Regions from separate parts of the Delphinus delphis genome. Here region 2 is linked to region 1. The links are chromatin contacts, called in public Hi-C maps. All regions are on one chromosome and are shown on one strand. The core of a region is the stretch at or near the end of the contact, and the rest is flanking DNA. Distances in the headings are between cores, read along the strand shown.

Region 1 (6,073 bases), core at 1,931-4,430:
AAAGCAAGTTAGGCCGAAGAAGGACACCCACTTCTCTCAAAGTTTTCACATGACTCTAAGAAAATGTGTTGTAATCCTACCGGACTTAAGTTTCACTGGGTGCTGAAAGGGCCTGTCTACATTCCAAGGAAAGGTTGCAGATTGCAAGGACCAGTGCCATCACCTTTGTTGTGCAGCCACATCACTCACAACACCCTCACCAAAAGCACTTTATATGATACCTTGGGCACAGGGTTCCCTATGCTCCAGGAGAGAACATCGATCTAGAACGGATATAGAAGGAGATCCAAAATCAGACACCTATAGGAGGAAAGGAGTGAAGCTGAGCAGGAGCTGACAGCCACAATTCAGGCAACTGCTGCTGGGCAAAACCAAGGTCCAGCAATGGCTGAGTCTTCTGGGTTTTCAGGAGAACACGGGAAATCTGGATTTTTAATGTGAAATCTCCAAATTCTTAAATGTTGGCAACTCATGCAAAATTGTAAAATAAGGTGGGTCGAGCAAATCCTATCTGTGCGCTGGATTAGCTCTGGACAGTGCTTGTTTGTATCCCCGACCCATAATTCTAGAGAGAGGAAAAGGAAACCCGCAACGAAAAGCGACTCGCCAAAAGCCACACAGCCAGAAGGGGGAGGCAGAGCTCAAAGTTTCGAGGGATTCTTTCGGGAAACAGTTTCCAGGTCGTAAAATACACTTTTATCCTGGACTCGGGCTGAAACCCCTCCCGGGATCGCCTCAGGGAGGGAAAGGCCAACTGTAAGGTCACCGACCCCGCCCGCCCGCCCGCCCAACCGCACCCTCCATCCCTGAGCCCAGGTTTCCCTGCCTCCCGGACTTTGCCCTCCGTCCCTCGGGCCAAGAAAGCCATTGCTACCACTACCTCTCATCGCCGGCCATCCCCGCCCCCTGCTGCACTGTTGCAAGCCTGGCTCCCACTCCGCGTTTCCAACGGGCTGCAAACATCTTCCTCCACCGCCCTATCGCACCCTCCCGAGACGGACTGCTGGCTGAGTCTCCCCTCCACACCAGGCCCGGAGTGATGGTCCCTGAAGGCGCGCAGCGGACCCCCGCGCACCCGGAGCCCAGTCCTGGCCGGGCCCTCTAGGGGCCACAGGAACGAGACCGGGCCTAAGGTGTGGAGCGAGGTGCGCATGCGCTGCACGGGTTTTATTGCGTCACCGCGACTCTGGAGTCAGCGGCTCGGTCAGGAGCGCGCTGCACGCGCCTTCGCGCTTGTGCATTTTCCTCTGCCAGGCGGGCGCCGCAGCGGCAGTGCTTGCCTCGTGGTCTATCTTTTTTTTCCAACAGGTGCATGCGTGCTGTGGTCTCCGTCAGCATGTCCATGAGCAGTTCCTGCTGTAGCTTCAGGTAGTTGTTCTCCTCCAGCAGCACCTGGCTCTTGATCCGCTGCACCTGCGCCTTCCAGCCCGAGGTGGTCGGCGAGGGCAGCTGCGGCCGCGACCGCACCGGCTGGCCCTCCGTGGTCCACCGGCCGCCGCGGAACACAAAGGCCTCGTCGCTGAGGCGCGTGCGCGGTGTGCCGTAGCTGAGGCCTAGCTCTGCCTGGCGCGTCTGGTGGTCCAGCAGGTAGAAGGTGGACATGGAGGAGATGCGGCGCAGCGGAGGGCGCCGCGGCGAGAAGCGCCGCGAGAAATGGTGGGCCCAGAACTGCCGCAGCTGTTCCCACAGGCGGCTCGCATGGCCCGAGGCCGAGTACCCGAAGGCCTCCAGGGCAAGGGCCGGGTGGGCCTCGTCAGGCGCACGGATATCCAGAGCAGAGCCTCGAGGACGCGGGCGACCCAGGCTGCTCCCTTGCCTCGCAAGCCTCGATGTCCAGAATGATAAAGGCGAGCCAGGGGCACTGCTGGAGAGCAAGAGTCTGGGTGAGCAGCCTGCTTGGACGTGCTGCCCCCTCAAACCGCGAGGCCTGGTGGGCAGGGCTCAGGCCCGCAGCTGGCGCTCAGGGTTAGCCAGCTGCTGGCCACTGAGGAGTCCATCCCTGCACACTCGTACTAGCAGAAGTCTCCCCGAAACCCACTTCCCCAAAGACTACTCTGTCAGGCTTTGGGGATAGATGGGCAGATGAAGGACCAGAACCCTGCTCTCTGAGTGCTGGGTGGCTGCTGGAAGGGGTTAATAGGCCCTTAAGGGAGGAAGGAATGATAGCAGAGACAAGCAGGTACTTAAAAGATGCACAGGAATTTGACAGGTAGATTGGGGGTGGGTAAGGGAGAGCTGCTAGGCAGAGTGAAGAGCTAGGCAAGGCTCGAATGTTGCACATGTGAGGAAGAGCTTGGGGTAGGATTGGTGTAGGGTATTGAGCTGGAAATAGCAGAAGAGGTAGCTGGAAAGGGGGACCAGGACACTATATGAGGGTGCTGTACAGGCAGGCTTAAAAGTTTAGACTTCCTTCCGTGGGTTAGAGGGCGCTGCTGAAGCATTGCGAAGCCAGGGCTGGATCTACATTCTGAAAAGTATCTGGTGGATGTCTAGCATACCCAACAGCATTACTGCCCTCGTCATTCAGTTATTTTACAACCTTGAACTGACTGGCATCTGCTTTGTGCCAGGCCTTGGTCTGGGTAGAGGGTGCCAGCACAGCCTATGCCTGCCCTGAAGATGCTCCTGGTCCAGCTGGGAAGCCAGATGTGTGCGTGTAGATCATAGTCTGGTGTGGTCAGTCCAGTAGGGGCATGTGCCATGGGCTAGGACCTATGCTTAGGGCTTGAGCCAAAAGGGGTTGCACAGACTGGATGTGACTTTTATCCAAAGCAGACTACATGCTCAAGGAAACTAAAGTCCAGATAACAGACATGTCCCATACTCCTTCTCCCCCCATTCCTGTACGTTCTGATTCTGTTGTGTGAGAAAGAAGACTATATGCTTTCTTTTGAATTCCTCTTCTCCCAATGGAGAGTGAAAAGAGAAGGAACCCTGGGGCAGGGTTACCTCTGTCATGCCTTCATTAATTCAACACACACTTACTCCTCACACATAGCTGGGCAGTACTACCCCCTAGATCTGGCTCAGGGACATGTCTCTTGGAAGCCCAAGGCTAGAACCCGACCCACCCTTGAGGTTGCATCTTTCCAGAGGATCCTTCCCCAATAATCCTCACATGTTGTACCTCACCTGGAGGATTGTTGGAGGTGCCAAACTGCTGTCCCAGGCCTGGCCCCATCTCTGAACCACTCAGTTGCTGTCTACCGGCTATGACTCACAATGCCTCTAGGCCAGATCAGCTAATCTATAAAACAGACCCCGGGCTCTCCCCTGTATTCATTCAGCACACTTATTGAGTGCCTTCTCTGTTCCAGACACTGTTCTTCCAACGTGAGGAAGATCTTCCGTCATCAAGCTATCATTCTTAAGGGGGAGAATGTCATAAGCAGAGCCTAAGATAGGAATTTGTTCTAGGGGATTGAACAAAATAGTCCCTCATGAAGCTAACCAAAGGTGTCATGGGTCAGGTTTCCTAGAAGCAGAGCCTCAGATGAGAATTATTGAGGGATTTACTGGGGAAGTGTTTTTGGGAGAAGGGAGTAAGGGAAGCAGGACAGGGCAGGGAAAAGAGCTAAAGCTAAGCAGGAATGTGGCCTCAAGTGGAGACGAGCTCTAGCCAGATCTCACGGGGAACTGTAGAAATTGTGCCACAGAGTTAGGTCTCCTTACTGCAAGGGAGCCAATCTTTTGTGCCCTTCTCCCTCACCCAGCCCTCAGTCAGTCATTGTCAGGGGCAACTGTGAGTTTGTCAGCCAACACTTAAGGCACCTATGGGGTGGGTGCACCCCCAGTAAAGGGATTTGTAGGATGTCAACAGCATAAAAGAGGGAGGAAGAGGGCTTCCCTGGTGGCGCAGTGGTTGAGAGTCCGCCTGCCGATGCAGGGGACACGGGTTTGTGCCTTGGTCTGGGAAGATCCCACATGCCACGGAGCGGCTGGGCCCGTGAGCCGTGGCCGCTGGGCCTGCGCATCCGGAGCCTGTGCTCCGCAACGGGAGAGGCCACAACAGTGAGAGGCCCGCGTACCGCAAAAAAAAAGAGGGAGGATGAGAATAGGTAATAAAAATGAAAGGAAATGGGGCTTCCCTGGTGGCACAGTGGTTAAGAATCCACCTGCCAATGCAGGGGACACGGGTTGGAGCCCTGGTCTGGGAAGATCCCACATGCCGCAGAGCAACTAAGCCCGTGTGCCACAACTACTGAGCCTGTGCTCTAGAGCCCGCGAGCCACAACTGGTGAGCCCGCGTGCCTAGAGCCTGTGCTCCGCAACGAGAAGCCACCACAATGAGAAGCCTGCGCACCACAACGAAGAGTAGCCCTGCTCACCGCAAATAGAGAAAGCCCGGACGCGGCAACGAAGACCCAAAGCAGCCAGAAGTAAAAATAAAATAAATAATTTTTTTTAATGAAAGGAAATAACTAAATGAATAAGAATTTCTGGTTGTGATACATGCCATGAAGAAAATATAGAAATACAGAAAGTGACTTTAGGACAAAATGAGGTGTAGGAACCAATTTAGACCTGGCACTCGATGAAGGCACTTGATATTCATACTAAAACCTGAATGATGAGAGACTCTAGCTACATGAAGACAGGGGCTAAAGGTACAAAGGAGTTGGGCTTGTTTGAAGGACAAGTGCTGTGTTGAGCTGTGGAAGGAAATGAAGTCAGCCCTACTCGCCAGCCACACCCAATCAATTGCCATCACGTTTACTTGGCTTTCCTGACCCCAAGGGTCTCTTGCAGGGGCCTCCTAGTTAATCCAGCATCCTGATGGCTCTAGAAGGGGTCACCCAGCTCCAGGGAGCTCACAACATAGGGCAGAGCCAAGTAGTAGTGCCACCTTCTGGGAAACCTTTTTCTGTAACAGTTTTATTGAGGTATAATTGACACAATAAACTACATATATTCAATATTTATAATGCACATTTTGATATGTTTGGATAATTTGATGTAAGAAATCATAACCAAAATCAAGATAATGAAGATACACACTACCTTCAGAAGTTTCCTCTGCTCCCATCACTATATAGATTAATTTGAATTTTCTAGAATTTTCTATAAATAGAATTATTTAGTATGTACTTTTTTTTTTGCACTGGCTTTTTTTAATAAATTTATTTATTTTTGGCTGCGTTGGGTCATCGTTGCTGCACGCAGGCTTTTCTCTAGTTGTGGTGAGTGGGGGCTACTCTTCGTTGCAGTGCGCGGGCTTCTCATTGCAGTGGCTTCTCGTTGCGGAGCACGGGCTCTAGGCACGTGGGCTTCGGTAATTGTGGCATGCGGGCTCAGTAGTTGTGGTTTGTAGCCTCTAGAGCACAGGCTCAGTAGTTGTGGCTCACGGGCTTAGTTGCTCTGCAGCATGTGGGATCTTCTTGGACCGAGGCTCGAACCCGTGTCCCCTACATTGGCAGGCAGATTCTTAACCACTGCACCACCAGGGAAGTCCCTGCACTGGCCTCTTGCAGCATAATTATTTTAAGTTGAAATTCATTCATGTTGTTGCATTTATTAACAATTCATTCCTTTTTTGGTGAGTAGTATTCCATTATATGGAAATACCACAATTTGTTTTTCCATCCACCTGTTGATGGAAATTTGGGTTGGTTCCATTTGGGGGCTATTACAAATACAGCTGCTATAAACATCTGTGTACTACTCGTTGTGTGGCCACGTGCTTTAATTTCTCTTGAATAAATACCTAGGAGTAGAATGGCTGGGTTATATGGTAGGTGCATTTACCTTTTTATGAAGTTACCAAGGTTTTTCCAAAATGGTTGTACCATATCCCTACCATCATTGAAAGAGTTTCTGTTCCTTTTCCTCCACATACTTGCCAACACTTAGTATGTTAAACCCTTTTAATTTTGGTTATTCTATGGGCATCCCTGATGGTGCAGTGGTTAAGAATCCGCCTGCCAATGCAGGGGACACAGGTTCGAGCCCTGGTCCGGGAAGATCCCACATGCCGCGGAGCAACTAACCCCGTGCACCACAACTACTGAAGCCCGTGCGCCTAGAGCCCGTGCTCGGCAACAAACGAAGTCAACGCAACGAGAAGACTGCGCAC
Region 2 (6,506 bases), core at 2,168-4,667, 210 kb after region 1:
AAAGGGGAAGAGGGAGAGAGGAATAAATTAGGAGTATGGGATTAACAGATACACACTATATAAAATAGATTAACAACAAGGATTTACTGTATAGCACAGGGAACTACATTCAATTTCTTATAATAAACTATAATGGAAAATAAGAAAAAAAATATGTATAACTGAATCACTTTGCTATACACCTGATACTAACATAATATTGTAAATCAACTATACTTCAATTTTTTTAAAAAGCGTATATAAGTAAAATAGGCAAACCCTCTCTTCCCATAGAATTTACAGTCTCAGATGGACAATACTCACATAAACATACTTGCCTATATTTCTGATCAGGGTAATGAGATTAACTAGGGGAAGCCCCAACAATGAGCACAAAGGCCCTAAGAGGGAAGCAGATTTGGATTGTTTCAAGGTCAGAAGGAAAAGCCCCTATGGCTGAAGGAGGAGAATGATGAGATGAGGCTGGAGAGGTGGCATCAAGGGCTGGAGCAGGTGAACAAGGGGCTCAATGAGGACCCTGTGATATTAGAGATCAAGTGGGTCGGTAAGTATGGACTTGAAAAGAACTGTGATGCTGGGTGAAAAAACTGGGCTAATAAGAGCATTTACAACATGCTCCCCTCAGTCCACATGCTCTTTCATCTCCTGACTACCTTCACAACCTGCCTGCCCCCTCTCACACCCCTGCATGTACCAACAGCTGTCTGCCCATCCCCAGTTAGGTCTGATTACTCAGTTATCTTCTTACAGACCCCTGTACTTTCCTCTCATTTTGCTCAGTCTAGTTTTAAATTACATGTGTGTGTTTTAGTTTCTCATCCTGTTCCACAACAGCAGATCGGTGAAGGCAATTAACAACATGGTCTTACCTTCCATTGTGTCCCATGCCTGCATACAGAAGTTACTCAGTAAATACTCACTGACTGAATAAAAAAAGGAAGGTAACTTTCCAGGCACTGCTCCATTCATTTCGCTTCCTGAAGGAAGATGATCTTAGGGAGCAGGAGCGCTATATCCAATGAACTTGAGCCAATAATGGAACACTGGGTTCCATGAGAAATATGTTTCTGCAGGGCTGGGTCCCACCTGCTTCCTGGTATGGGTATTAGACACTTTGCTGCTTGGGACTCACCCGCAAAAATGACTGCTTCTCTCCACAAGCTTTGCATGTCCATTTGAGACTCTTTTTCACCTACAATGAAATTTCAGAATTATAGCTAAAGTAATTATTTGAAACAGGTGGAACTAGATCAGAAATAATAAAGAGATCAGTGGAAAAGAATAAAGAGTCCAGAAACAAACCAACACATGTATGAAAATTTAGTATATTATAAAGGTGAAAAAAGAAGAGACTATTTAATAAGCGCTTCTGGAAAACTGGCTATCCATATGAAACGAAATCAAATTAGATCTCCACTATATGTGATTCTCAAAAAAAATTCCATGACATTTCAATTCTTGATAAATCTGACTAGATGGATTCTCTCTTAACATAATAAAATGCCTTACATCTAGCTCTAAAGCTGCAGAATCACCACCAGCATTCCCATGAAAGTCAAGAACAAGTCAAGGATCTGCACTATTATTTACCATTTTTTTCTGGATGTACTAACTGATGGAATTGGAAAAGAGAACATAGCAAGAGGTATGAAAATGGAAAGGAAAAAAAAAAACTATCCTTATTTATGGATGATATGATTTATTTCTTTAAAACTCAAGATAACTAAATGAAAAACTGCTAAAACCAGTAAGACAATCTAATATAGGGGCTAGGCAGAAAATTAATATATCTTCAAAAATTAATATAGCTTATAAGCAAACATCTACTTAGAAGAGATAATTAAAGAAATAAATCCATTTGTAAAGGCAACAAAGAAAATGTTATCAAGGGGCACCAAAACTGTTTTAAGAGATGGAATAAAATGCCATGCTTAACATCACAAAGATGTCTCGGTTGATTCATAAAAATTAACATGATTAATATGATCCTAATACAAAAACCATCAGGGCTTTTGGGGAAGTACCTAAAAGGATTCTAAGGAGGACAAGCAGCATCTACTACAAATTTAAGTGGGTATATCCTAAGATTCTACTTCTCAGCATCTACCTTCAAACACCATAAAAATACTGTGTCTCTTCTACAGGTACATATGCAAGTAAGAAATGCATTAAAAAAATAATAAAAGCTCTGGAAGGACACACAGTAACTGGCTAGCTCTGGGGAATGAAGATACAGAATTCAGAAGCTGTTGAAATTAAATGAGATGTGTGAAACTGCCTGATACACAGCCGACTTGGAATTAAACTGTTAACCCTCTTTTCCCACTTGGCTTCAAATCACTTTTCAGAGTTGAAAATGACCATGAGAACACGAACTACATTATATATATAATAATTTAAAAGTGGAAATGATTCCCATTTATTCTCAACTCCTAGAACCAAAAAAATGAAGTAAGTAAAAAGTTTCTAAGCCCCTAAAATGACCCTTACAAAGTCACAGCGTGCATACCCAGCCTCTTACTGGCTTTTAAACATACATTTTGTATGCAATTTGATGCTACCCTTCTTCAGGGCACAGCAGATTAGCAGGGGACTACCAGAAGCGGATACAATGACAACCTTGACGGCATCAAGCAGGGAGACAGAACGTGATTCAGGAAAGAACAGGTTAAGTGACATACCCTATTTTACGTTTTGAGTCAGGGAAGCATTACGTTTTAGAAACTTCGATTATCCTGTTTAAAGGCGCGAGATTATTCACACTCTGAATAGGCGTCGAGGCCCTCACTACGGGCAGAGCCAAAGAGTGCCAGCAGGGGTGCCCAGTCGTGCCTGAGTTTTTAAAACTATCATTTCACTTGCACTTAAATGAAGAAGGAGCCATTTTGGGGGCTAGGCTCTGCATAAAGGAGGCTATCCTCTACCCTCAACCTGGTGTGCCCGACCACCGGCCAGATAGAATTCACGAGGCCGCCTCGGCAGAAACCATTGGCTGGTTTCTGCGAATCTTACAACCACCAAGCAAAAAACGAAAAAAGCCCAGAACAACGTTATCGAGAAGCGACATCAATAAAACCTGGTTCTCAGGACAGACATCGTCATTTGTCCGGGACCCAGACACACCCCGCAACCGCACGAGACGGCGCCCAGCCTGGGGGAGGAGGTCTGGCCCCCCCCAGCGACCCCACCTCGTCCTGCCCGCCATCCCCGTGCTCTGAGGAGGAGGAGGCCCCACCTGGTGCGCCTGGAAGAGGCGGCAGCAGGAGCACCGCAACACCCGAACCTGTTGCGGAGGCGCCATTGCGACGGCTGTCGCCGCCGCGCGTGCGCCGCGTTACCCTGTCCGCCCTGGCTCCGCCCACTTCAGGCGCTCGGGACCCTCTGGCCTCAGGCACCGCCCCTGGAGAGCTTGCGCCCTGCACTCCCGCCCACTCGAGCTTCGCCCCTAAAGCGCACTTGGGCCATCGGAAAGCTCAGCGTTAGTCGGCTGTCAGCTGGGACCCCGGGCGACCTCAGGACTCGGGCCGTATCACTGCTGCCGAGTCGGGCGTTGTTTGGGCTTTGCGTCCGTCAGGTCACTGGTTGTCTGTCTCAGCCCGAAGCAGTTCCCGCCTCTATCTAAACCAGCGTTTCTGCCTGCGCTCCCTGGGAAGATTGAAGTTGCAAGGGCTGGGTCTCCAGCCACCGCTGGGGGTCCGGCCTTTGCTGGCACAGTTTCTTCTGCTTCTTCAAGTCGGGGAGAGGGAGCCGGAGGGCGCCTCCCTGCTCGGGCCCACTCCCTGGGGTCCACGGTAGGCATTTTCAGGACCTCTGGTCAGAGGTGGTTAGTTAACGTTTGAGCCGGAGCACCGAGAATCCTGGGAAAATAGGCAGTTCACCAACCCTACGCTTCTCAGAGAGGGAAACGGAGACGCCTGGCGGTTGAAAATGAAATCAGTCCTTACTGCAGTCCCGAGGAAGACCCACTCTAAAAGGTGGAGCCCAAGTCCCAGTCTGGGCATAGAGGAAAAATATTGCACCCCTCATGTCCCAACCTCACCTTAACGCCAGCCCGCCAAGACATTCCCACGTGCCTGACAACATAAATAATCTTGTTAAAAGAAAATTTAAAACGCCCAATCCTGACAAGGATGCTGACAGAACGGTAAAAGGAAAAAACAATCTGGCAGTTATCGCTATCTTAATAATCTGAATCACGCAGATTTATTGTTTATGCAGTAGTGTTAACTGAAGTATAACAGGAAAAAATGGAAATAAGTATTCTAAAGAATGGACCATTATGCAGGTCCATTACAAAGAGTTTGGAGTGAAAATGCTGGCATGTGTATTGTTGGGAAGCAAGGAGGTTACAAAGTGTACATGATATCAGTTAGGTAAAACCAGGCATTATTTATTTCCAGATGTGCACGGGCAAGGGTTATAAATGGTTTAAAATTTTTAATATTTTCCAAATTTTGCACAACAGCATATATTAGAAAAAACCAAATTAATTTAAAAAATTATGTTTGAGACTGAATATGCAGAGAGTGACCAGACTCCCTCATCACCCCCCAAACCACAACTTCTGCAGCAGTCAGGACTTGGGCAATGACTGCCAGTTGCCCTCCTTTTTGCACCTCCCCACTTCATCTCAGGACCAACCAAGAGAATGCCAATTATGCTCCCCAAACCAATTACAGAAAACATCCTGCTTCAGGTTAGCCAGCCTGTTTCCCCACTAGCAGCCTCTAATCAGAGCACACCTGAAGCCTTCCCTTGCTTTCACCATAAGGCCTTCCCACTCTTCTGACTACATTTTAGTCTCTGCCAAACGCAAGTAATGGTGGCTGACTTCTTTTCTATAGCAAGCTCTGGATAAATGGTCCCTGTTCTCATTTGGGTGGTTTTTGTTTATCTCTACGTGTCTCATTGTGGCTGAGCTTCTGGCAACTACAAAGAATGTTTTGTGGTTAATGAAAAGAGAAGAATAAAAATTTCACACGTGGTATGAGTTCAACTTTGAAAAAGACAAATATAGGGGAAAAACACCAAAATAATTAGTAGTCTTAAATACAAGGAAAAATTGTTTTTCTACTTTTCTGTTTTTTCCTCCTTTCTGTAATCCTTTAAAAATTCATATACGTATTTTTTTTCTTGGAAATTATAAGAATGACTTGAATGGTTTGGTACAACATATCACTTGGTAAGGAGTTTTAAAATATACAATTATGTTTACTTACAGAACACAAATATATTTAAAACTTTATTATCCATTTATTATTTAGTGTTACTGCTCTTGTTAAACATTTTATCATGCGAGGTTAAATAATTAATGGATGAAAGTACTATTTTATTGTACATTTTTGTACCTTCTTTTATCACGTAAAAAGGATAGTGTCCTCTTTTATGTTGTTTACTTTCTTTGGTATATTCTCAAATTTATACTTCTACATGGCATATAAAACATTTATTTAAATTCCAGGACTTCCCTGGTGGTGGTCCAGTGGTTAAGAATCTGCCTTCCAATGCAGGGGACAAGGGTTTGATCCCTGGTCGGGGAACTAAGATCGCACATGCCACAGGGCAACTAAGTCTGCATGCTGCAATTACTGAGCCCGTGCGCCGCGACGAACAGCCCACGCTCTGTAACGAAAGATCCCGCATGTCCCAAAGAAGATCCCACGTGCCACAACTAAGACCCGATGCAGCCAAATAAATATTTTAAAATTCCAAGTCATTTAAATCTAATTGATTACAATCAATTTGACTGCCAATTTTGTGTAATTCTTACGTGTATCTTTACTTAATTTTATTATGACCAAGAACATAGTCTTTTTTTCCGGCTGCATCAGGTCTTAGTTGTGGAGCACAGGATCTTCGTTGAGGTATGCGGGATCTCTCGTTGCGGCGCGTTGGCATCTCTCTAGTATGGCCTGCGGGTTTTCTCTTCTCTTGTTGTGGCCTGCAGGCTCCAGGATGTGCGGGCTTCAGAGCACGTGGGCTCTGTAGTTTGCAGCACACAGGCTCTCTAGTTGAGGTATGCAAGCTCAGTAGTTGTGGTGGCAGGCTTAGTCGCCCCGCAGCATGTGGGATCTTAGCTCCCTGACTGGGGATCAAACCCACATCTCTTGCATTGTAAGGCGGATTCTTTACCACTGGACCACCAGGGAAGTCCCAAGAATGTAGGCTTTCTAGCAATAAATTCTTTGAAATTAATTTATGACAAAGCATGTAGTCAGTTTGTGTAAATACTAGAAAGGAAATTACTTTTTGTTGTTGTTGTCATTAAGAAAGAAAACAGCTGTTCCGTTTCCTTGATGTTGTTTTGCTGCATTTATCGAGAAGTGACTCAGCAGTTGTAAAGGTAAAATCATGGAGATTATTTTAAAACCATCCATAAAATCTAAAGAGATAGAAAATAGATTGGTGGTTCCCTGGAGCTGGGGGAGGGTACACAGATTGGCAGCACATGGGCAGGAGGGATCTTTCTGGGGTGATGGAAATACTCTAAAGTTCAATTGTGGTGA

Evidence for each region. Hi-C and Micro-C count contacts between places; a contact is called where the count stands out from the background.
Region 2: a contact with region 1 is called in a Hi-C map of lung, with 4 times the contacts expected there. The contact joins the promoter of MRNIP here to the promoter of CBY3 in region 1. A contact is called at or near these places in 2 of 3 Hi-C or Micro-C datasets (lung and muscle).

The regions. Positions count from the first base shown.
Region 1 is chr3:18,592,825-18,598,897 of mDelDel1.2, forward strand. It overlaps CBY3 (chibby family member 3), which reads right to left and starts at 3,181. Exons shown (of 2, transcript XM_060006423.1): 1 at 3,133-3,181; 2 at 1,168-1,892. The coding sequence starts at 3,181. The coding sequence ends at 1,168. It overlaps LOC132421910 (a long non-coding RNA gene), which reads left to right and starts at 906. Exons shown (of 3, transcript XR_009518786.1): 1 at 906-1,145.
Region 2 is chr3:18,806,031-18,812,536 of mDelDel1.2, forward strand. It overlaps MRNIP (MRN complex interacting protein), which reads right to left and starts at 3,418. Exons shown (of 8, transcript XM_060008244.1): 1 at 3,236-3,418; 2 at 1,133-1,192. The coding sequence starts at 3,301.